Regions from separate parts of the Sus scrofa genome. Here all the other regions are linked to region 2. Evidence: chromatin contacts called from public Hi-C and HiChIP or PLAC-seq data. All regions are on one chromosome and are shown on one strand. Each heading gives the region's core, a stretch centred on a gene start, on an enhancer-like site or on the middle of the called end of the contact. The rest is flanking DNA. Distances are from core to core; before and after follow the strand shown.

Region 1 (4,515 bases), core at 605-3,104, 110 kb before region 2:
TGCTAGTGGTGAGATGATATGAGAAACAAGTGAAATCCTCAACCCAGGGTTCAATGCCAATTTTCAATTCCCTGTTAAGTTCTCTTAAAAATAGAAGTGGTGTATGGATTGACTGGCCAATGGGGACCTGCACGAGGAATTCTACCCAATATTCTGTGATAATCTATATGGGAAAAGACTCTGAAGAAGAATGTGTGTATATGTACAACTGAAATCACTGTTATACAGAAGAAATTATCACAACATTGTAAATCAATCATTCTTCAATAAAACTTAAAAAAAAAATGGAGGAGCAAGGCAACAACAAACTGGACTATGAGTAATTATATCCTGCACTAACCTGTTATGCAGGGATACCAAGTTGCTACTCAGAAGTGACTACTACTCACAGGGGAAGGAGTAAGGTTTAAATGGGAGAAATATTTCATAGGCACTGGAGCAGGGAGGCAGGGTGGGAGGAAGAGTTGACAGAGGAAAAAACGGCTAACAATTCCCCACTCAGCTTTCACTCTTTGTATTGTTCCAGAAAGGAATACCGGGCCTCAGTTTTCATGCTTTGTAGTGTTCAAGGGAAAGGATGCTGAATCTGCTTTATTTGGGCCTTGTGGTAGCACCTTAAATTTAACTCCTTCTTCAGTTAATATCTTCTTCAAAAAACAAGTGTTGAGATTGACCATACACTTTAAAGAGTTAAATACATTTTTAAAGCACACCATGCACTTCTGGAGTACTTAAATATCCTCCCAGGGAAAATCACTCAGCAAGAAGTTCTTGATCATGGACTATGTACTCTCAATTACTCTGAACACAGCAGAACAGAAAGGAGCAAGACTAACATCCGTGAAGCAACAATTCACAATGCCAGAAGAACTCTAATTAAATTCCAACTATGTGACAACACCTAAATATCTGCTTTTATCCCAGGAGGTTGGTAGAGGTGAGAGGCAGGGCATATTCTAGGACATAGTCTCACGCAATTAAAAATCAAGACGAGATAAGGGATGGGTTCTTGTCCTATACAGTCCTTATCTGAGTACATCTATCTGTCAAGGGTAAACAAAGTAAGGTAGGGGAAGGAAGAGGGTACAGTAGGTAGAGGGAAGATCCTTTCAGAAAACAGGAGTTGCCTTGCATCTGTTTCCTTACTTTCAGGCAGCAAATATTTATTTAAACCTTCACTATGTTCGAAGTACAACCTGCTGTTTTCCCTTTTTTCTCCAAATATTCTTCTCCTCCCCGCCCCCCTCCCACTACTGGTTCAGTCTGAGCAGAGTTACACAGTTACAGCATCATCCGCACATCGCCTGAAGCACAAGGGCACTAGGGTTTCCGAACTGCGTTCCGAACCCTTCACCTGAAACATGTCCTATAAATTCAACGGAGGACAGAAAAACAGCATGAATTACGGCAGCGCCCAGCAAGAAGCCTTTTTTCAAAGAGGAACATTCAGGAATCTCTCCCCAGAATGGCTCCTGGGGCTCAAGCGCCTTTCTCAGTCCTGTCTTTCAACCGCACCCGCCTCGGCCCGCCCGTCCCCTCTGCCAGCGGAGCCAGCGTCCTCCCGCCGCGCCTACCTCCCTCTCCGTCAGGTTTTTGTCGGGCCCCAGCAGGTAGGGGGTCAGGAAGGGCTCAGACGGCCTGAGGCTGGCGAAGAAGCCGTAGGCGCAGATCAGCGCGGTGGGCAAGAACCAGCATTCGCGCGGGACCCGAGCCGTGCGCAGGAGCACGGTTGCGGCCGCCGCCGCCGCCCGCCGGGACACCGGGCCGGGCACATCCATCCGGGGCGCGAGGGACGGGGACCCGGCCCCTTCCTGCTCCTTTTCGTCTTCCACCAACTGGAGTCAGGTTGAAGCACTGCCCCAGTGCGGGCACCTGCGATCGTAAGTGTTTCCTCCTCCCGGCAGGGCCAAGCACTTCTGGGATGGCCGCCTCCGACCGCAGAACCTCTCAGCTTTTCCTGGCAGCAGGATCTTCACGTGTCGCCGCCCGCAGCGCCACGGAAAACCTGACACTCCCGAAGACCCACCTTCCGCCACCGCCTCCCCGCTGGGAGCCAATCACAGCGGACGTAGGGCATTGGCTTCTCTTCTATTGGTCACAAGCTGGGAGCCCGGGGCGGTGGCGGTGGCTGCAACACGCCTGGCGGCTGACGTCCTCTGGTTCGGGCGCCGAGGACTTGGAGGACTCAGCTCCTAACGCGACTGCTTGTGGTTTCGGCGCGCGACGGTCAGGCGGCGATCGGCCCGCCCACGCTGGAGGTCGGCTCGGTCATGCTCAGTGCAGCAGCTCACCTTTCCGGAGTGCTCCATGTGGGCTTTATCCCCACGGAGAGGAAAACGCTGTTCCAGTCTTCTCTCTCATTTTTAAACGCAGTCCCTCTCTGGACGTCCGCTCACATTCTCCTCAAGCGGCCAGCGCGGGGCAAAGATTTAACCTTGAGGCGGAAGAATGCTCTATTTTTCTTCCAGCGGCTTTCAGTCTGTAGATTGTATTCATCTGCAGTAAAAAGACATGGGAAGCCTGGAACCTAAGCAGTTCAGGGCGTTTACCAAAAGACCGAGCTGGAAAACGATAAAATACTGTGAAAAGAATGAATGAGCTAGTCACTTAACAGAAGGACCATGATGGAGTTCTAATTAAGGGTATTAGCTTTATTTCATTACTTTTTGTAAGCGGGGTACAAAGAAAGTAAACATAATTGTAGATATATCCTGTGTTTAAAGGGTAAGGGGGAAATCCCGAGTCATTAAAGCAACAGCAAAGTATCACCTCTTTATTAAAAAAAAAAAGTCTTGGCATAGTTTTCAAGGGCAAAGCTTGAAAATACCCAGGGTTTGCTTTCACTTCTCTCTTTTTCTGCCTGACTCAGCTTGACGGTATCCCAGTCCTTTCACTGCAGACCAAGCTGCACCAAAAGCAATTTCTCCTGTGCAGTATTTGTAGAGTACAGATACTGCCAGAAGCTCACAGAAAACATTTTGAACTGTTTTGCTTTATGTATATCACGAATCATCTCAAATTCCCTTCTGAGTCAGCAAATGACCCTTTTTGCAAAGAGGATACTTTTTGCTATCAGCCACAAAAAATGACTCTCTCTACCACATGGAAGGACATACCAGTAAAGGGAATGGAGATTTGTTTCTAAGACTGTGCAGTGAATGCACTGAAATGTGTGAGTTGATTAATCACTGAAGGAATGAAGTTGTTGGTATTTGCATCTATCAGTGGGCCTCAAAGTGTGGTTCAGGAAGCCCTAGGGATTTGTGGGATCTTTTCAGAATTCCACGATGTCAAACTACTTTCATAATAATACTAGGACTTTACTTTCTTTTGCCCTCTGGAGACTACCTGATGTGTGATGACATCCCTCTAAAGGATAAGAGAATATGTGTTTGTAAATTTTTGTGTTTAGAAACTTTCCAAATGAATTTCTAATATGGCACTACCAGTAGGTATAACTCACAAAAATAAAGAGTCTTTATGGGCCCTAAATAACAGGAAGTCTTGAGGCCTCAAAGTAAGAACTTGTAATCTGCATAATACAATTATCTAGTCCCCTAAAACACTAGTGGTCCTCTTGGCAATTTCTTTGCCTTTGGATTTGCATTCAGTGCTTTAGTAGAAAAGGAGGAGTTTCTGTTGTAGCTCAGTGGTAACAAACCCAACTAGTATCTATGAGGATGTGGGTTTGATCCCTGGCTCTGCTCAGTGGATTAAAAGATCTGGTGTTGCTGTGGCTGTGGTGTAGACAGGCAGCTGCAGTTCTGATTCGATCCCTAGCCTGGGAAATTCCATATGATGCGGGTGTAGCCCAAAAAGCCAAAAAGCGAGAGAGCGAGAGAGAGAGAGAGAGAGAGAGAGAGAGAAAGAAAAACAAAAGAGGCCTCAGAAAGAGAAGTGCACTTATTAAAAACAGCTTTCCATCCCTTCCCTGAATCTTGGAGACCTAAATTATGTTAATCTGTGAATCATTGGTTCTGAAATATTTTCCTTGGTATAAATCACTTAAGCACCTCAACTTCTCTTTGCAATGTTGGGCATTAACAATAATTGTTCTTGAATTAGGAAAAAACTTTTTAAAACATTATTTTCTCTAAGAGGTCATGGAATAGTTCTGAGAATGACCCCCAGTGAGCCTTGCCTTGTGTAATCCCCTCCCTTTTGAGTGTGGAGTGGAATCCCTGAATTTAATGAGATAATACAACTGTTTGTTACACTGTGTGGCAAACGTGAGATTATCCAGGTGGGCCCAATGTAATCACAGGAGCCCTTTAAAAGCAGAGAATTATCTCCTGCTGGTAACAAACGAGGCAAAGATGTTTGAAAAAGGAGAAAGCTATGTCACACTGTTGCTCCAGGAGGCTGTGTGCCAAAGATGTGGGCACCCTGTGGCAGTTGAGGCTGACTCTTGGCTGACAGCCAGCAAGGAACTGGGGATTTCAGTCCTATAATCACAGGGAACTGCTTTCTGCTCCAAACCTAAACAAACTTGGAAGTGGCTTCTTCCAAAGAGCC
Region 2 (4,945 bases), core at 1,954-4,453:
TGTGAATAATAGTAAAATCTCCCTTATGCAACTGTTACAAAATTTAAATAAGCTGATATCTGCAAAGGGTTTAGAGCTGGCACATTGAAGATATTCAGGACATATTAGCTAATAATATTTTAAAAATGTAATAAAAGTTGGTTTTTAGCTTTCAGATTTTCCCAGAAAGCAGAAAAATCTATAACTATTGATTCTCATAATTTTAAAATGTGGGATACAAGAACTTAATATTTGGAGGCAGAATTAAAGGAGACATTAGTAAGTATTTTTGGAATGGTAGCTATTGAAAGTTCTCAGTCACTGGACACATTGAAGTAGAAATTAGACAACTATTTGCTAGAGGGGTTGGTGCTTAGGGTGTGGGGAAAGTTGAAAATGAATTAAACAACATCTTAGAGTTTTTAGATCCTAAGAACCCTAGGATTCTATATGCTAACTTTTGTCCTTAATGTGAAAGTCCATTTTTGTTTATTTGTGTGGCTTTTTTATACAGTTGAAAAGTATCTCCCATCCCTAATGTTAGATCTTTAAATATGGGGATATAGGCGACAGTATAAAATCTTTACTAAGAAAAATCAGTCTTTCATGCAGAGTAATTTTAATAGAGGTATGTTTCCTAATATGTTTCACTGTGTATATTGTGTGTGCATACCAAGATATATTTATTTTGATTTGAACGATTGAATTGCTATTGAAAAATAATGTCTGAACAGAAAGTTAAAGATGATATGAATTCAAATGATATGCATGATAAATTTTACATTTAGGAGGACTGTTTAAAGATGATTTATTCAGAATAAAAATCATATCAAGCTAGAACCCTAGAGGAAAAAAATATATCTTTTTTCACTGTCAGGTACTATCTACATGTAAGTGATTGGACATGTATTCTTAGGAAAAATTTTTAAAACATTCACTTCAGAACTGGAGCAAGAATAAAAGATGTATTTCACCTCTAAAAGGCATTGTCTTGCCAATATTACATGAAATAAGGAAAGATCTTTGCTTTGGGCTAAAATACACTTTGGCAAAGGATGGAGTTGTCTATGTTGATTTCTTTATGGTGAGTATCGTCAGCCAAGGGGTAGGACAATTTAGAACAAGCTCATAGTTTAAGCAGCCAGCTATAGATTTTTCACAAAAAAATTCTTGAAAGAGAAGTTCCCGTCATGGTGCTGCGGAAACAAATCTGACTAGGAACCATGAGGTCGAGGGTTCAATCCCTGGCCTCGCTCGGTGTGTTAAGGATCTGGCATTGCTGTGAGCTGTGGTGTAGGTCACAGACGCAGCTTGGATCCTGCATTGCTGTGGCTGTGGCATAGGCCGGCAGCAACAGCTCTGATTAGAACCACCATATGCTTCGGGTATGGCCCTAAAAAGCAAAACAAACAAACAAACAAAACCTAAAGATATGACATAATTTGAGGTGCAAAAATATGGATAGTTGGTTCATGTATGGTCAACTGTATGGTTTTGACTCAATAATTGATTGATATGAGAGGAACAACTCTCCCCTGAATTCTGGAAACTCAGCCACAGAGTAAGAGTATAGGATGATCAGTCATGGCTCTGGATGTGAATTCACCATGTGAATCAGCCTCATGTGGTTCTGCCTACAGAATTCTGCTTGTGATTCTTCGTGTTAATTATGGAAGATGATTATTTCATAATAATGAAAACTTCCAAGCACAAGCACCGTGTGACAAAGAAAAGCCAGTAACAAAATTAATGTTCTACCCATGAGCAGGAAAATTAATGTTGGAAAGACTGTCATTTCCTTTGGGGTTGTAGTTAGTAGTAGTTCCCTAATGTTGTGGGTGTGACCTAGATTATCACCTTGAAATGCAATGTTTTAAATGACTTTTTTTTAAAAAAAGAGAGATTTCTTATTATTACAAGACCAGATACTATGTAATACCCTCCAAAATAACCCAGTTACAAAGAAAAGATTTTAAAAGGGTTAATATTATGCACTAAAAGGCTCAAAATATTACAATATTTTCTTGGCAGATCGCTTTGGTTTCGAAATTATAAAAGAGGAACATATCTTTCACAATTGTTTAAGCTGTGATGTTAAGTTAAAAGAAAACTTAGTCACATTAGCAGTTTATCATTAAAAGAAATAAAAATGTAGCTAACCAGAAATATTGAGTAGAACCTATAATTTGTTTAATTTCTGAGAAGTCTTGTTTGTAAGCTTTCAATTAGGAAAAACAGTTTTGTGACTCAAGTATACTTTTATTATTTAAACCCCCTTGTAGTTACATATGCCCTTTAATAGTGACTCCACCAAAATAGCCAGTTTAGACCATATCCCAGGGAGTGATTAAGAATGAGAGAAAAACAACGAGCCACATGCAGCAGAAAAAGGTAAAGGAACAACAATGTCCATTTTTATGAACTGATGATGTTTTGAAAGTCATCTATAAGAAAACAAAACCCTAAATTATGACAATTGTTGAATAATCAGCTTATAAGAAAGTGCAAGGTATATTCATCTTTAGTTGTAGAAGATGAAGCCGTGTGGAATAAATAATATGTAAATGGAAGTTTAATAAAAATACCAGGCTACTAAAAATCTGGAACAGGAGTTTGCAGGAAAGGCTAATGACCTAGGTACCTGGTGCTTTTGAATCAATCAATATATTAAAGAAACAGTCGATCGTGCTAACAAAACTGCATTAACAACAAACTCTTGAAAGCAGTATCTAGGCAATGAAACAATATTTTCTATATCTTCACAATGGTAAACTGTATTATTGTGGGCAAAATGAGCATCCACCAGGTTTAGTTTATTCATTTTACTTCCCTATTTACTGTATTTACCTACCTGAAGTTGGGGCGAGGGTGAGGGGAAGGGAACAATGGAATTGCAAAGGAATGATCTCTAAAAGAAATAGATTATCCTTCCTAGAGAAGCCCACCCAGACACCACACCTGCCTTACCTGGGGTGTGTGGGCTCAGGGTGATAGTTCCAGCTGATGCTCTGAGCAGCCACGTAGAACTGTCTTACCCTCGCTGCTTCAGTCCCTAGGTTTCCCCAGGCTGCCCAGCTGGTGCCCAGGACCACAAGGACCCAGGGGCAAGGGAGAGCTGGGAACATGGTTCCTTTCTGCTCCTCCCTGCCGTCACCACCCCAGGGAGGGTGGAATGCCGAGGCGGATTGCGCTCGCTTCGATGGCTGTCCGCTGTTGGCACTGCAGTGAGCTCAGGGAGGCTGCGGGTGGCAGTGTCCTCCTCCCCTTTGGCTCTCCCGGGAGGCTTCCACGGCAGCGTTGGCTGCAGCCTGGGGCTGTCCCCACCTCCTGGGACCTTTCCAGGCGGGGGTTGGCTAAGTCACTGCCCCAGATGACTGGAGATATTAGGGAGAGCAACTGGGTTAGTGACTGTTTTACTACAGATGAAGGAGGGACAGAGATCAGAGGCTCTAGCAGGTGGGGCAATGCTCAGGGATTCAGGAAACAGGGCAAAACTGTACTCCTGCACTTCTACCTGCTAACTCCTCTGAGCAGGAGCCCCAGCCAACAACACAACCGCCTGGGGCAAAGGTCACACTTCCCAGACCCTCTGCAATTCCCAATGCAACGGAACCCCAAACCCTCAACCATACTACACTCCTTCTGATCTAAGGAAAACAGCATTATACCCTGTTACTAGGCACAGAAATACTGCATTTTCAGGTGGTGAGGAAGCAAGGGGGATGAGCAAACGAATGGGACCTGCTGGCCTGGCCCACTTTACTGAATTTATGGTCAGTTCTGTCTTGACTAGGGCAGTGGCCACCTAAGGCAGAATGCAGGGCTTAAAGAGCTTCCCTAAGAGAATCAGTTAGATCAAATTTCAATCCCACCTATTAGCTGCGTCCTCTTGGATAAGTTACTTAGCTTCTTTGGAGCTCGGTTTTGACATCTGCAAAACAGAGATGACAATAGTAGTTTTCCCCATTAGGGTTGTTGGGAGAGTAAAAGAAAACTGTGAAGTTTACAGTTACCAGCAATTGGAAAGCACACAGCACATGTTTATTACAGTGATTATATTTTTCCTGCCTCCAGGGACCCTTATAGAGGACCTGGGTGTGTCATACAGCCTTGAGATATGATTTGGCTACTTATAGAGAATCTGAGGATTATATTGTCAGAAACTTCATTGTAACATATCCCGGGTTCCCTGAATCTACATGCCTCTAAGCTTCTGCCTTATGATTTGTCTCATCAGATTCAATACATTGTAATTTAGCACCTCAGGTGAGGTCTGGGTGATGTCAGGTCCCTCGACATTTTCACATCCCTATAAATTCTTCTGTCTGTGCCCCTTGGCTTATATTATTTGACCAATTTAGAATGCCACTCTCTTCCTCTTTGCTGTCCACTCTTTAAAGTCCAGAGTTCTGCTTATCTCCTTGAGCCTGGGCCAAATAGACATTTCCATATTATGAATTTCTACCACACACTTCAAATAATATACTCCTGTTAATTACCCACTGTCTCTTTTCTTTGTAAGAGTGTCTATTGTGTCCCCAACTGGATTATAAACTTTCGAGGGCAGGAGCAGGGCCTTATTCTTTCTGTATCTATAATATCAGTCGGTCACAAAGCTGGTAAACCATCAGAATTCTCTGGGAAGTTTTTACAAAATGTAGCTTCTGACTCAGGATAATCACCTGATAATCATCGTCCTGTAATACCGAACCTAGTGATTGGCAAAAAATAAGCAGTCAGAGATGCCATGGACAGTAGAGGAGAGAAACTTTTTAAAAGCAATGTGTCCCTAAATCCCAAGGTTATTACCAAAATTCTTGCAAAATTCTTTTAACCTTTAGTTAGACTGTTACACCATTTTTATTTGCAAGCTTTATTTGCGTTTTTATTTGCTTGTTTACCTAGTGTCACATGTTCATTGCCTCACATTTCACAGAGACAGGACAACTATATTGTTTGGCTGTCT
Region 3 (4,862 bases), core at 1,148-3,647, 81 kb after region 2:
TACACAATGGAATATTTTTAAAAAAAAGTTTCTGCACAGGAAAGGAAACCCTAAACAAAATACAAAGACAACCCACAGGATGGGAGAACACATTTGCAAATGAAGTGACCCCATTTGAAGGGGTTAATCTTCAAAATTTATAAACACCTTCTGCAGCTCAATACAAAAAGACAAGCAACCCCTTCAAAAAATGGGCAGAAGATCTAAACAGACAATTCTCCAAAGAAGACATTCAGATGGCCAAAAAATACATGAAAAGATGCTCAACATCACTCATTACAAGAGATATTCAAATCAAAACCATTATGAGGTACCACTTTACACTGGCCAGAATGGCCATCATCAAAAAATCTACAAACAGTAAGTGCTGGAGAGGGTGTGGAGGAAAGAGAACTCTATTACAATGTTGGTGGGAATGTAACTTGATGCAACCACTGTGGAAAACAGTATGGAGATTCCTCAGAAAACTAAAAGTAGGATTACATATTGATCCAGCAATCTCACTCCTGGGCTTCTATCCAGAGAATACCACGACTCAAAAAGATACATGTACTCCAGTGTTCATTACAGCACTCTATACAATAGCCAAGACATGGAAACAACCTAAATGCCCATTGACAGAGGAGTAGATAAAGAAGATGTGGTACATATAACAAATGGAATTTTACTCAGCCATTAAGAGGAAAGAAATAACAGCATTTGTAGCAACATGGATGAACCTAGAAATTATCATGCTAAGTGAACTCAGTCAGTGAGACCCCAATGTCAAATGCTATCATTTACATGAGGAATCTTAAAAAAGAGCACAATGAACTTCTTTGCAGAACAGATACTACTCACAGACTTTGAAAAACTTACGGTTTCCAAATGAGACAGGTTGGGGGTTGGGGGGAGACACTGAGGGTTTGGGATGGGAATGCTATAAAATTGGGTTGTGATGATCGTTGTACAACTATAAATGTAATAAAATTCATTGAGTAATAAAAATATTTGAAGTATAGTTGATTTACAATGTTGTGTTAGTTTCAGGTGTACAGCAAAGTGATTCAGTCATAGACATAGAAATATGTCTATTCTTTTCAGATTTTTTTCCCTTATAGGTTATTATAAATTATTGAATATAGTTGCCTGTACTATATAAGTTGGTTCCTGTTTTTTATCTGTTTTATACACAGTACTGTGTATATGTTAATCCTAACCGCCTAATTTATTTCCCTCTCCCTTTCTCCTTCTGTGACCATAAGTTTGTTTTTATGTCTGTCAGTTCATTTCTGTTCTGCACACAGATTCATTTGTATCACTTTGGTTAGATTCCACATATAAGTGATATCATATGATGTTTGTCTTTGTCTGGCTTACTTCACTTAGTAAAATAATCTCTAGGTCCATCCATGTTCCTGCAAATGGAATTATTTACCTCTTTTTTATGGCTTCTAACAAGCTCCCTGGTAATGTGTAAGCGGCTGGTCCTCAGATCACACTGAGAGAAATCTCAGCAGTACAGGCTTTGTCTTCAGATCCAGTGAATATAAAGGACATTTTAGATAGATTTTGAACAGCAGAAAGCCAGAAAAGTAGAAGACGACATGTTCGCATGGATAGAGAAATCAGAGAAAACCAAAATTCACGCAAGGTGTGGTGGTGGTTCTAAATGCCTGATTCTAGTGGCATAGGATTTAAGGAGATGATGACAAATTTAGTTTCATGAGAAAAAAAAGTGGTATGTATGTGTGCACAAAACAACTGTCTCATTCTTGGAAAGAATAGGGGAGAACCAAATATGGTAGGTCTTAATAACACCTCTCAAAAGGAGAACCAGATTCTGAGATTCTGTTCTCATGATGAACTGCCAGAGTAAACCACAGTTCAGCAGCTGCAAACGTGCTTGCCAGTTATAGAGATGAAAATGTTTCTGAAAACAAAATTTCACATATACCCTCCTCTGAGGTTGGCATCGTATCTTCCTGTGTATCTTGGGTGTAGCTTTTACCCAGGCAGAATTTAGATTCTAGAAACCAAATGAGGTGATAAACAGAACCATTTTGCAGAAGAGTCAAAATAACCCAGCAAGAGTTGAAACCACAAATGCCCTAGGAGTCAGTCATTCACCAACCAAATGCTAATAGGAATAAGCTCAAAGGACTATGAATGTTAGTTCAAGGACTTTAAAAAAACAACAACAAAAACTGATATGCAGTGTTGAGTGTGATAGTGTTCATTTTACCTTTGGCTTTTTCTGGAAACACACCCTATTACATCCACCCCACCCTTCCTCAGTGCCATCACACACTGGTTTCAGTGCAAAATAAAAAATTACACTACTGGAGGAGGAGGGTATCTGGGACTTACACCTCCAGCCTGGGCATCAAGATACCTGAGTTCTAGAAGCATTAAGGTTCAGAGCATGATCTTTGGATCTAGATGGGTACAAATCTCAGCTTTGCCTAGTTATTGAATTTCTCTCTTCCTTCACCAGTAAAATGGAAATATTAATACCTATACACACAGGATTTGTAAGCAAAATTTAATGATTTAAGACATGTAAAACACTCAGAACAGTGCACAGCATTGAATTAACATTTGATACATGTTTAATATTACTGTAACTAACTGTCACTAGCTCAAGGACTATAGGAAGGTTATTTAATTAGCTCAATTATTAAGAGAGTTTGAAAACCATGTCCATTGAGATCCTGTTCAGAACAAAAATTCTATGATTCTATGGTCACTTGGCCCAATAAATTTGAAGTACCCCAAGGCAGCTGGGCAGATATTTCTTTCTTGCCAGGTCCTTTTAGAATGTCTGGTGAAGAATTCAAACCTGTGTGGTGGAGCAAGACTTCCCTTCTAAATTCTGTTCACAGCACCCCCAATATATCCTGGGCTCTTGGTAGTTCTATCCACTGGGCTCTGACCATGCTTTCAGAGCGCCAGCATCATGCCACTTAACATCATTTCCCTCTTTTAGATTGCCTTTCCTGCTTCTCTCCATACACCTAAATCCTATCTATCCTTCAAAAACCAACCTAGGTTCCATCTTCTTTATAAGGTTTTCTGTGATCACCAAACTTCTTCTGTATTGAAAAATCTTGTCTTCAATATAGACTTCACTGACCATTACATATTCTGCTTTGGTTTTTCCTAATTTTCTTCCTATCTTTCTGTCTTAACTAGATAATGATCTCCCTTAGGTCGGGCACAAGGACTTACTCCTTTTGGTCTCTCAGTCAAGCTTAGCATTGATCCGAAACAAAGGTGTTCAATAAGCAGCTGGTTGATTGATTCATCGGAAAAATCGGTGAACCATTAAACTTAATATGGCAATTAGCTTAATATGGTGATTAACCCAACACTAATAATCTTCCTGCCCGAAGCTCTTCCTATCCCCCAAGGTCGTCTAAAAAGTTGAATTGATCTGCTTCCATCTAGCGGCAATTAAAACACAGGTGGTTCCTGTGGCCAGAAAACAGCTTTGGGTAGATGGTGCCAGAAAAGACTTTCACTCAGTGGGTGTGGGCATGAGAGAAATCTTTATATCTTGTGGATTTCCTGCCCACATAGATGGGGATGTCAGCCTAGAGAAGGGTCTAGGATCCTAGCTACACTATCTAGTGGAAGATAGGACAACAAAAGAAAATAGAACAAAAGAAACTTCACTGACCCTTTGTCCCCATCCAGTTAGCTCTCCTGACTCTCTCACCTCCTTTGACCAAGCTCTGTAAAAGAGATGATGTACATGTTGTACCTCCACTTTCTTACCTCTATGGATTCCTCAGCCCCTGGCTATCATGACCTCATCGTTGAAAACAATTTCCCTCTGATACCATACTACATCCATGGAAACCTACTGGTTCTCCTAATAGTATTTGAGATAGTTTCCATTCCCTTCTTTCCTAAGAGTCATGACCTCATCCTTTCCTCATTTTCCTTCTGCCTCTCTGGCAACCTTTTCCCATTCTCCTTTTCCTTAGCTGACTGGTCTGATACTGACTTTCCTCTGGTCCCTGCCCTCTCACCCACATCCTCTTCCATGCCTCTATTGCACATAATCTTGCGTGTTTGTACCTGTTCCTGAGATTCTGTGATGTGAGAACCTCCAAATCAATTTCTTTTGGTACAGATAGAACCAACAGACCACAGATGAGTCACAGACACCTAGAGCTGAACAGGTACAAAACCAAACCCATAACTGTCACCTCCAAAGCTTCTCATTCTTTGGGTTCCCTTCTCAGTAAAGAGGATAGCAGAGAGATTAACCACCCACCAGTTCCCAGATTAGAACAATGGCAACTGATTTGATTCTCTTCTTTCTCTCTTTCTTAGCCAGTTAATAATTGTATTTACTTGATTGTACCACTAGTTATCTCATGAACTCATCCTCTTTACTGTTGCCCTAGATAGACATCATCAGCTTTAACTTAATAACTTCAAATGCCTCCCAAACAGTATTTTGCTTCACTCAGCTCCCATGCTGGCATCCTTTTATGCAAAGTGATCCTCACAAGGTGCTCATTTCAGCATGGCATTCATCTGCTACAGCCCCTCATAGTAATACCCCAAAGACCTCAAGGCTAAGTCCATGCTCTTTCATATGACTTATAAATTCTTTTATAATCAGCCCCTGTTGCCTCATGTCTCCCCAGTTTATCTTTTGTATTCTAAACTTCAGTTCACTAACCTACTAAGAACTTCTCAACAACAATCTGTGATTGGTGTTATGGTCGCCTGAACAAAACACCAGCCTCCTCAGGGACAATCTTGCTTCATTTCCTCTAGCATTTTCAAAGGGAGCCCTGTTGTCTAGCACTCTAGCTGTCACCAAAGTCTCATCTCCATTTTTCTTTTGACTGACGCTTCCCTTT

The links. A called contact is a pair of places that touch in the nucleus more often than the background predicts. HiChIP or PLAC-seq counts read pairs in DNA pulled down with a chosen protein or histone mark.
Region 1: a contact with region 2 is called in an H3K27ac HiChIP or PLAC-seq map of alveolar macrophages. The contact joins the promoter of SLC19A2 here to the promoter of F5 in region 2. A contact is called at or near these places in 1 of 5 promoter capture datasets (liver), 3 of 47 Hi-C or Micro-C datasets (all in liver) and 1 of 2 datasets of contacts at active chromatin or transcription factors (alveolar macrophages).
Region 3: a Hi-C map of blood shows a contact between it and region 2, with 3 times the contacts expected there. The contact joins the enhancer-like site here to the promoter of F5 in region 2. A contact is called at or near these places in 1 of 5 promoter capture datasets (liver) and 7 of 47 Hi-C or Micro-C datasets (alveolar macrophages, blood, liver and 1 more).

The regions. Positions count from the first base shown.
Region 1 is chr4:81,507,560-81,512,074 of Sscrofa11.1, reverse strand. SLC19A2 (solute carrier family 19 member 2) reads right to left here and starts at 1,854. Exons shown (of 6, transcript NM_001142667.1): 1 at 1,575-1,854. The coding sequence starts at 1,778.
Region 2 is chr4:81,401,531-81,406,475 of Sscrofa11.1, reverse strand. It overlaps F5 (coagulation factor V), which reads right to left and starts at 3,203. Exons shown (of 25, transcript NM_214120.1): 1 at 2,947-3,203. The coding sequence starts at 3,104.
Region 3 is chr4:81,319,861-81,324,722 of Sscrofa11.1, reverse strand. All of the region lies in intron 8 of SELL (selectin L), which reads right to left. Among named protein-coding and RNA genes, the nearest start is that of SELL, 16 kb to the right of the region's middle. Within about 2 kb of position 2,397, at least 4 of the 83 cell types and tissues checked have an H3K27ac peak or open chromatin away from gene starts, as enhancers often do.